Regions from separate parts of the Mus musculus genome. Here regions 1 and 2 are each linked to region 3. A link is a contact called in public HiChIP or PLAC-seq data. All regions are on one chromosome and are shown on one strand. Each heading gives the region's core, a stretch centred on a gene start, on an enhancer-like site or on the middle of the called end of the contact. The rest is flanking DNA. Distances are from core to core; before and after follow the strand shown.

What was found. HiChIP or PLAC-seq counts read pairs in DNA pulled down with a chosen protein or histone mark.
Region 1: a contact with region 3 is called in an H3K4me3 HiChIP or PLAC-seq map of the SCID.adh cell line, with 16 read pairs. The contact joins the promoter of Cwc25 here to the enhancer-like site in region 3. A contact is called at or near these places in 3 of 39 promoter capture datasets (the C10 cell line, embryonic stem cells and neural stem cells), 1 of 484 Hi-C or Micro-C datasets (bone marrow-derived macrophages), 5 of 115 datasets of contacts at active chromatin or transcription factors (the SCID.adh cell line, bone marrow-derived macrophages, embryonic stem cells and 1 more) and 4 of 9 other capture datasets (adipose tissue, liver, macrophages and 1 more).
Region 2: a contact with region 3 is called in an H3K4me3 HiChIP or PLAC-seq map of the SCID.adh cell line, with 10 read pairs. The contact joins the promoter of Cdk12 here to the enhancer-like site in region 3. A contact is called at or near these places in 2 of 39 promoter capture datasets (hematopoietic stem and progenitor cells and pre-B cells), 2 of 115 datasets of contacts at active chromatin or transcription factors (the SCID.adh cell line and large pre-B cells) and 1 of 9 other capture datasets (liver).

Annotation. Positions count from the first base shown.
Region 1 is chr11:97,765,253-97,767,952 of GRCm38.p6, forward strand. It overlaps Cwc25 (CWC25 spliceosome-associated protein), which reads right to left and starts at 1,361. Exons shown (of 10, transcript NM_026186.4): 1 at 1,173-1,361. The coding sequence starts at 1,190.
Region 2 is chr11:98,202,054-98,204,753 of GRCm38.p6, forward strand. Cdk12 (cyclin-dependent kinase 12) reads left to right here and starts at 1,252. Exons shown (of 14, transcript NM_001109626.1): 1 at 1,252-2,357. The coding sequence starts at 1,315. It overlaps Gm38963 (a long non-coding RNA gene), which reads right to left and starts at 577. Exons shown (of 4, transcript XR_880193.2): 1 at 478-577.
Region 3 is chr11:97,957,857-97,960,556 of GRCm38.p6, forward strand. The region is part of intron 2 of Plxdc1 (plexin domain containing 1); the gene reads right to left. Among named protein-coding and RNA genes, the nearest start is that of Plxdc1, 27 kb to the right of the region's middle. Within about 2 kb of position 1,310, at least 48 of the 459 cell types and tissues checked have an H3K27ac peak or open chromatin away from gene starts, as enhancers often do. A contact at or near this core is called in the SCID.adh cell line, bone marrow-derived macrophages, embryonic stem cells and 1 more, where this site is marked.

The DNA of each region.
Region 1 (2,700 bases), core at 111-2,610, 190 kb before region 3:
AGTTGAGGCACTGCCTCCATCAGATTGTGGGAATGTCTGTGAGTGTGTGTTCTTGAGTATGACCTGAGAGAGGAAGGCCCAGCCCACTGTGGGTGGAGCCATCCCTAGGTAGGTGGTCTACCTGTGTAAACAAGGGAAGCTGAGTAAGGCAAGAGAAGCAAGCCAGTAAGCAGCATCCCTCCATGGTTTCTACTTCAGTTCCTGCCTCTGGGTTACAACTTGAGCTGCCTTAATGATGGGCTATAACCTGTAAGATGCAAGAAGCCTTCTCCTCCGACAGTTGCTTTTGATCTTGGTTTTATTACAGAAGTAAACTAATGCACTGTCCATAATAGACAGTTACATGAAGCACATACTAAACTAGACTAACTTTGATGGAGCCCTGCAACTTGATCCAATTAAGGACACCCGGCAAATTCAGCTTAGTGGACAGATACCCAAACTGATGTACTTATTGATTCAATTACCTTCACTTTGAGAAGATCAATAGTGTCCTAATCTAGCTCTCTGCTTCTTGGATATTTCTGCCTTATTTAAGGCATTCCTTCCCCACAAACGAACTACAGGACTTAAGAGCAATTGCCACTTAACATAAAAAAAAAAAAAGTGTTACCGATACCGAAGAAAGCTGCCTCCTCACTACACATCAAAGCAAAACACTGATGTAAGGAAGGAAACAAAGATGGAAAAGATTTGAAATGGACGCCTCTAAACGGCACAGCTCAGGATGGGAAATGACTGAAGCCCACCCTTTCAACAGTCCAGGTCCAGGATACAACTGTGAACTCCTAGCTAAAAAAGGGGGAGCAGGGGAGGCTATGTCCGAAGATAACATACACAAAATAAAGTCTACGTGCCCAAGATCTACCTCCTTCCATACCATGAGTTCAACTGTCCCTTCCCTAACCTTAGACTTCCTGGGAGCCCCCGGGAAGCCCCCGAATCAGCAAATCCTGACAACAGCAAACATTCCTCGCCGCACATCTTCCCGAGGCTCATCTCAGTCCCTCTGTGGGCTTCACCATCCGCTCCCTCTCCATGTTTATCACCCCCTTGTGCTGAAATCAAGACTTCATTACCAGGGTTACCGACTGCTACCCCCGACTTTCACCCCACCCCGGCGCCTGTGGGTCTCGGGCTCAGTCGTCGCTGCCCAGGCCTCTAGCACTTACCAGGTCTCCGCCTCCCATGATGGTGGAGACGGTTCTTCAGTCTGTGGACCTGAAAGATTCAGCGAAGGCAGAGAGGAAACCTAGGGAAACAGTTCAGAGACGGCCTCTCGGGACCTAATCCCTACAGGAACCAGCTGCCCTTTTCCCCGCCCGCTCTAGCTCGCACTTCCGGGGTGGTGTCATATGACTGCGTCAGCGTCTCGGCTCGATGACGTTTGGTATGAGCGCTAAGTCTACGTGAACCTAGAGTCGCAAGTACTTTCTACCCTCCGTCAGTTTTGGTGGCCTCTTTTTGGTTGCCTCACGTAAGCCCCTGGCCCCAACTGTTGAAAAGCCATAGGCGGGTTCTGTTGCCTTGGCAACGCATCAGGGCTCTGCCGTAGAAGCGAGACAGTGTAAGACCTCAGTATCTGCCAACTTAGGCCGCCTCCCCATCTCACCGCTACACCAGGGTTTCCAAACCAGCTTTTCGGCCAGCTCCCTCATTCCCGGCATGTTTTATAGAAATAGATGCTATCAAACAAAATCCCAAAAGCCAGATGTCATGGCACACCCCCAGTCATCTCCCACGCTTGGTAGATGGAAACTGGCCAGCTCTGGCACAAAGTTTGAGATCATTCTGGTCTGGAAATACCTATTTTTATTATTTTATTTATTTTTGTTTCCTAGACAGTGTCTTTCTATGTAAAACCCTGGCTATCTGGGGACAGTGTAGATCAGGCTGGCCTTGAACTCAGATCTATACCACTTGCTTCTGTCACCAGAATGCTGGAATTACAGACTTGCTAAACTATAGCCAGCTTGTGTCTTTATTTTTATTTTTTAAGATTTATTTATGGGCCTGTCAGTAGTGGCACACGCCTTTGGTCCCAGCACTTGGGAGGCAGAGGCAGGCAGATTTCTGAGTTCAAGGCCAGCCTGGTCTACAGAGTGAGTTCCAAGGACAGTCAGAGCTACACAGAGAAACCTTGTCTCAAAAAAAAAAAAAAAAAAAAGAAAGAAAGAAAGAAAGAAAGAAAAGAAAAGAAGAAGAAGAAGAAAAGATTTATATATAAATAAGTACATTGTTGCTGTCTTTAGACACAACAGAAGAGGGTATCAGTTCTCATTATGGATGAGTTTGTGAGTCACCAGGACCTTTTTTATTTTGGTTTTTCAGAGACAGGGTTTCTCTGTGTAGCCCTGGCTGTCCTGGAACTCACTCTGTAGACCAGGCTGGCCTCGAACTCAGAAATCTGCCTGCCTCTGCCTCCTGAGTGCTGGGATTAAAGGCGTGTGCCACCACCCACCCCCCCACACCCACCCCCGGCCACCAGGACCTTTTGAAGAGCAGTCAGTTGTCTTACCCACCAAGCCATCTCGCCAGCCCTTGTGTTTTTATTTTTGAGTTGTTAGAATTAAAGAACTGGAGTGATGGCTCAGCCATTAAGAACACTGGCTCCGAGCTGGTCGTGGTGGCACATGCCTTTAATTCCAGCACTCGGGAGGCAGAGGCAGGTGGATTTCTGAGTTTGAGGCCAGCTTGGTC
Region 2 (2,700 bases), core at 2-2,501, 240 kb after region 3:
TTCTACTGACTAGCCCCCCTGAATCCGGGAGTCCTTGCCTGTAAATTCGCAATGAGGACAGTGTCCCATGGGTGTGAGGGCAGAGAAAATGAATGCAAAACGCCTAAACTCAGCAAATTCCGCAGTACCAAGCGTTGTTTGCACATTCAGACTTAAAGCAGGGCGGTGGTGGTGCGTGCTCCATGCCCTTAATCGCAGCACTCCGGAGGCAGAGGCAGGCGGATTTCTGAGTTCGAGGCCAGCCTGGTCTACAGAGTGAGTTCCAGGACAGCCAAGGCTACTCAGAGAAACCCTGTCTCAGAAACCCAAGCCCTACCAGAATCCCCAATATTCAAACTTGCGCTGTAATGTCCCCAATGTTCACTTGTCCCTTGTTTTTTTTTTTTTTTTTAAACCCTATTAAATCAAAAGACTTCTTACAAGCTGTGCTAAGACCCATCCCCACCGGAACCTGGGGATATTTAATCAAAGAATTACCATTTAGGTTTAAATTTTAAAGGTAATCTCCGCAACTTCCGCTCCTATAAAGCCCCCCAAAAGGGGGAGTTGGAAAAGTATCGCGAGAATCTAACGGGCTGCGTTTGCGGCTTGGGTCCCGTTCTCGCGTTTTCTGGTGAAGGAATGTGTCGAGGTGAAAAGGGAAGCGCCAAGTATCGCGGGAGTCCAGCGGAGTCTCGCGATACTTGCGGCATTCGCCCCTCCCCCTCCCCCTCTAGTGCCGTTTCGGTTTAATCTAGTGTGTGAGTGAGTCTGGGCGAGGGAGTGAGATGTGGCTGTGAGGTGTCGGTGTGAGGCGGAGGCTAGCGAAGGGGGCTCCCTCAGGCACGAGGGACAAAGGGGGGGAGCTGAGGCAACCTAGGCCGCGGAGGCCTGGCGACAGGAAGCCAGCCGCCCCGAGCCGGGCGACCGGGTAGGGGAAGGGCCTGCGTAGTCCTCCCGGGGCTCCAGAGCCGCCGTCGGCCCCACAGGCTCCGGCGGACGCCTTCCTACTTCCTTGAGCGCCAGGGCTCGCGGGCCCGAATATCGGCTCGGCGGGGGTGGGCGGCCGTGAGGGGCGGACTCGAGCAGCTCCCGGCGTCGCGCTCCTCCCGTGCCGAGGAACTCTTGGTTTCTTCCCTCTCTCCTTCACCCCCCACCTCATGTAGGAGGGCGCTGAGGCGGCGAGAGGGAGGAGGAGCCTCGCCTGCGGTCCCTGCCCTCCCCACCCCCGTCTAGGGGCTCTTCGGGGGGCGTGGAGTCGGGGCTGGGGGGGAGGGTGGGGCTTTTTGGAGCGCCGGGGAACTTTTTCCCCTGCTTCAGGCCCGGGGAAAGGGAATGCCCAATTCCGAGAGACATGGGGGCAAGAAGGACGGGAGCGGAGGAGCTTCTGGAACTTCGCAGCCGTCATCGGGAGGTGGCAGCTCCAACAGCAGGGAGCGTCACCGCTTGGTGTCGAAGCACAAGCGGCATAAGTCCAAGCACTCCAAAGACGTGGGGCTGGTGACCCCCGAAGCGGCATCTTTGGGTACCATAATCAAACCACTGGTGGAGTACGATGACATCAGCTCTGATTCAGACACCTTCTCCGATGACACGGCCTTCAAATCAGACCGGAGGGAGAACGAGGAACGTCGGGGAACGGATCGGAGCGATCGCCTGCACCGACATCGTCACCACCAGCACCGGCGGTCCCGAGACTTGCTAAAAACTAAACAGACGGAAAAGGAAAAAAATCAGGAAGTCTCCAAATCTGGATCTATGAAGGACCGGGTATCGGGCAGTTCCAAACGGTCCGTGGAGGGGAGTGATGATTATGGGAAGGCCCAGCTATCCAAAAGCGGCAGCAAGGAATCCAGGTCGTCCAAAATGCACAAGGAGAAGACCCGCAAAGAGCGAGAGTTAAAGTCTGGATACAAGGACCGGAGTAAAAGTCATCGGAAAAGGGAAACACCCAAAAGTTACAAAACCGTGGCTAGCCCTAAACGGAGATCCAGGAGTCCCCATAGGAAATGGTCTGACAGTTCCAAGCAAGATGACAGCCCTTCCGGAGCTTCTTATGGCCAAGACTACGATCTTAGCCCCCCAAGGTCTCACACTTCTAGCAACTATGACTCCTACAAGAAGAGTCCTGGAAGTACCTCAAGAAGGCAGTCAATCAGCCCACCTTACAAAGAGCCTTCTGCTTACCAGTCCAGCACTCGGTCACCCAGTCCTTACAGCCGACGACAGAGGTCTGTGAGTCCCTATAGCCGGAGACGGTCCTCCAGCTATGAAAGGAGCGGCTCTTACAGCGGGAGATCACCCAGCCCCTATGGCCGAAGGCGATCAAGCAGCCCTTTCCTGAGCAAGAGGTCTCTGAGTCGGAGTCCACTCCCCAGGTGAGCTGTTGTCTGTCCTTCCTAAGGTAGGGTCGGTTGGGAGGAATTGAAAATGAGTCTTTAACATTTTGTTAAAGCTTTCAGTGTTCTTCTTTGACAAGTCATTTAGGTAAGTTTGGCTTTCCCCTCGCCCAATTGAGAAGTAAACATTCCAAGTGCCTCCAACTATTCAAGCAAGGTAGGTAAGGTACTTTGCAGTAATGGAGAACTTTCAGCTGTGAGAACTTGCTTCTACCTAGCGGGTGCATAGTCTTCAGAACTCGTTTAGCTGTTTGTTGCTTTGTCTTAAAATTTTGTAAGTCGTGTTGATACCAGTGCTTAAACTTTATTGGAACTCACAAGA
Region 3 (2,700 bases), core at 60-2,559:
CACATAAATAAAAAGACAATAAATCTTTAAAAAAATAGAGCTTAAAATTTTGAAAAAAAAAAAGAAAATCAGCCCCCACTCCCCTCACCCCAACTTGTTGGTTTCATTTTGGTTTGCTTTTGAGACAGGGTTTCTCTGTGTAGCCCTGGCTAGCTTCTGTAGACCAGACTGGCCTCAAACTCACAGAGATCCTGCCTCTGCCTCCCAAGGGCTGGGATTGAAGGCGTGCGCCACTACTATACAGGTTGATTTTAACACAGGGTCTCAATCGAGTAGCTGAGGTTGGCCTAGAACTTGCTGAGGTTGGCCTAGAACTTGCTACGTAGCCAAGACTGGTCTTGAACTCCCAATTCTCCTGCTTCTACCTCTCAAGTGCTTAGGATTTCAGGCATGTGCAACCATGCAGCCTTAGATGACTGCTCCTGCTTCAACGTCAGCCCCTGACATGCAGAAACAAGGGAGTCACCTCTGTACCTTTGGACCAAGGTTCTCCCTCACCTGATCAGTGCTCAACAAGTGTGTGGGCGTCAGGTGGCACGTGTTTCTAATCCCAGGGACTTGGAAGGCTAAGACAGGAGGCTCACGAGTTCAAGGCCAGCCAGAGCTACATAGAGTCTGGGACAACCCAGGTAACTTGTTGAGCCTCTGCCTCAAAATACAAGGAATAATAAATAAATAAGCAAACACAAAGCAAGTGAAAGCCCAGCTTGGGACCCAGCTCAGCGTGAGAGCACATGCAAGGTGCAGGGTTTGTTGCCCAGCAACAGAAGAAATTCCAACAAACTGCATTTGAGGCACAATATGCCCTCTTATGACTAAGAGACCAGTGAGGAATGGGTTGCGAATTTGAAAATAAACCTGCCTCATCAAAACTCAGGCTGAAGGCCTGGCTGGCTCTGAAGGGGAGGAGTGGGAAGGACATTCCATTCCTTGGGCATGCTGCGGTGGCTTTAAGCTCAGCCTCCCTAAAGGTGTGTCCAATCCCATTCTCCAGCATCCACAAAGGTGACCTTCCTAGAAACAGAGTCTCTTCAAGTAAGTAGAGTCAAGGTCACCCTGGATTAGAGAAGTTTGATTCAATGGCTGCTGTCTCTGTTGTTGTTGTTGTTGACGACATGGTCTCTCTGTGTGACCCTGGCTATCCTGAAACTCACTCAGTAGACCAGGCTAACCTCAAACTCAGAGATCCACTTGCCTGCTTCGAATAAAGGCATCACCACCACAGCCCAGATGCTATCTTTATCTCTGGAGGGCAAGAGCCAGACAGAGGAAATGAGACCCAGGAAGTCATGTGATCGCAGAGGCAGAGACTGGACTGATGTCCTTAGGCCAAGGAGGGCCAGGGATGCCCAGGAGTCGCCAGGAGCTAAGAGGCTGGCAGGAGTGGCTCTTCCCAGGGCCTCCAGAAGGAGAGTGGCTTCAGACTCTAGGCCCGGGAGAGAATAAATGTCTTACAGCAGAAAATGAATTCAGGTACCCTCAGCTGTAAGCTGCTGTGGTTCCGTGGGGGCAGCCTGGAGTTGTTTGCCTCCCTCCCTGTCACTCCCCTGCTTAGGACACCCTGGCGCTCAGTTAGAGAGAATGAATGTTGGACCTCTTACCACAGTGTGCTAGGCCCTGTGGGCCAGAGCCTGGCGTTGCCTAGACAACGTGCATTCCAGATTCCTTGTCACTAACGGAGCATCAGAGTAAGCAATATGTCCAGCATACAACAGCACAACAGAAAACAAACAACTGGCTATGGAGATTTTAATGGGGTCTTTGGGAAGAAATCCAATTTAACTGCTTGTCCCTGTTAGCTTTTTCCTCCTCCTCCTCCTCCTCCTCCTCCTCCTCTTCCTCCTCCTCCTCTTCCTCCTCCTCCTCCTCCTCTTCCTCCTCCTCCTCCTCCTCTTCCTCCTCCTCCTCCTCCTCTTCTTCCTCCTCCTCCAGTCTGGCATGCAGACCTGATAGCTGGAGCTCCAAAAACCACATTGTAAGTTTAAGGGCAGGTACCACATCCTAAGGATGGAAGGGTACAGAGCTGGGTGGGGCCTAGGTTTTTGATGACACGTTGGAAGGATGGCTCTTAAGTCTCTGACGCCTGTCACCTAAACAAACTTTAGATGGCAGTGGTCTGATCCTGTGCCCACCCCCACTCCTGCACCCCCCTTTTTCTCCCTCTTTACTGGGTGTCTCTCTGTTCTGGAAATCATCAACACTTGTCTGCCTCAGGGCCTTGGTGTCTTCGGTCCCTAAAATTTTTTTTTCCATGATCCAAAAAGGCCTGGTACAAATCCCTGAAGTCCCAGAACTACAGCCATCCTCAACTACAGTGAGTTTGAGGCTAGCCTGGGCTACATGAGACCCTGTCTGGGGCGAGAGTGGAGTAATTGGCTGCTCAGTAAGTGCTCAATCCCTTAAGAGGCTAGCCCACACTCTGAGCTATCTGATCTGGCTTCTTCAAGTTTTCTTTCATTAAGATGTACGTACTTCTGGGCTGAAGATGAGATGGCTCAGCTGTTAGAGGATAGGCTTACAACCAACAACATAAGGTTTACTTCCTTCACGTGTGTGAGTGTTTTGCTTGCATATATGTCTGGGTACCAGGTGTGTGCACAGTGCCAAAAGAGGCCAGGAGAGGTTAGCAGATCTCCTGGAACTGGAGTTATAGACGATTGTGAGCCATGATGTGGGTGCTGGGAATTGAACATGGGACCT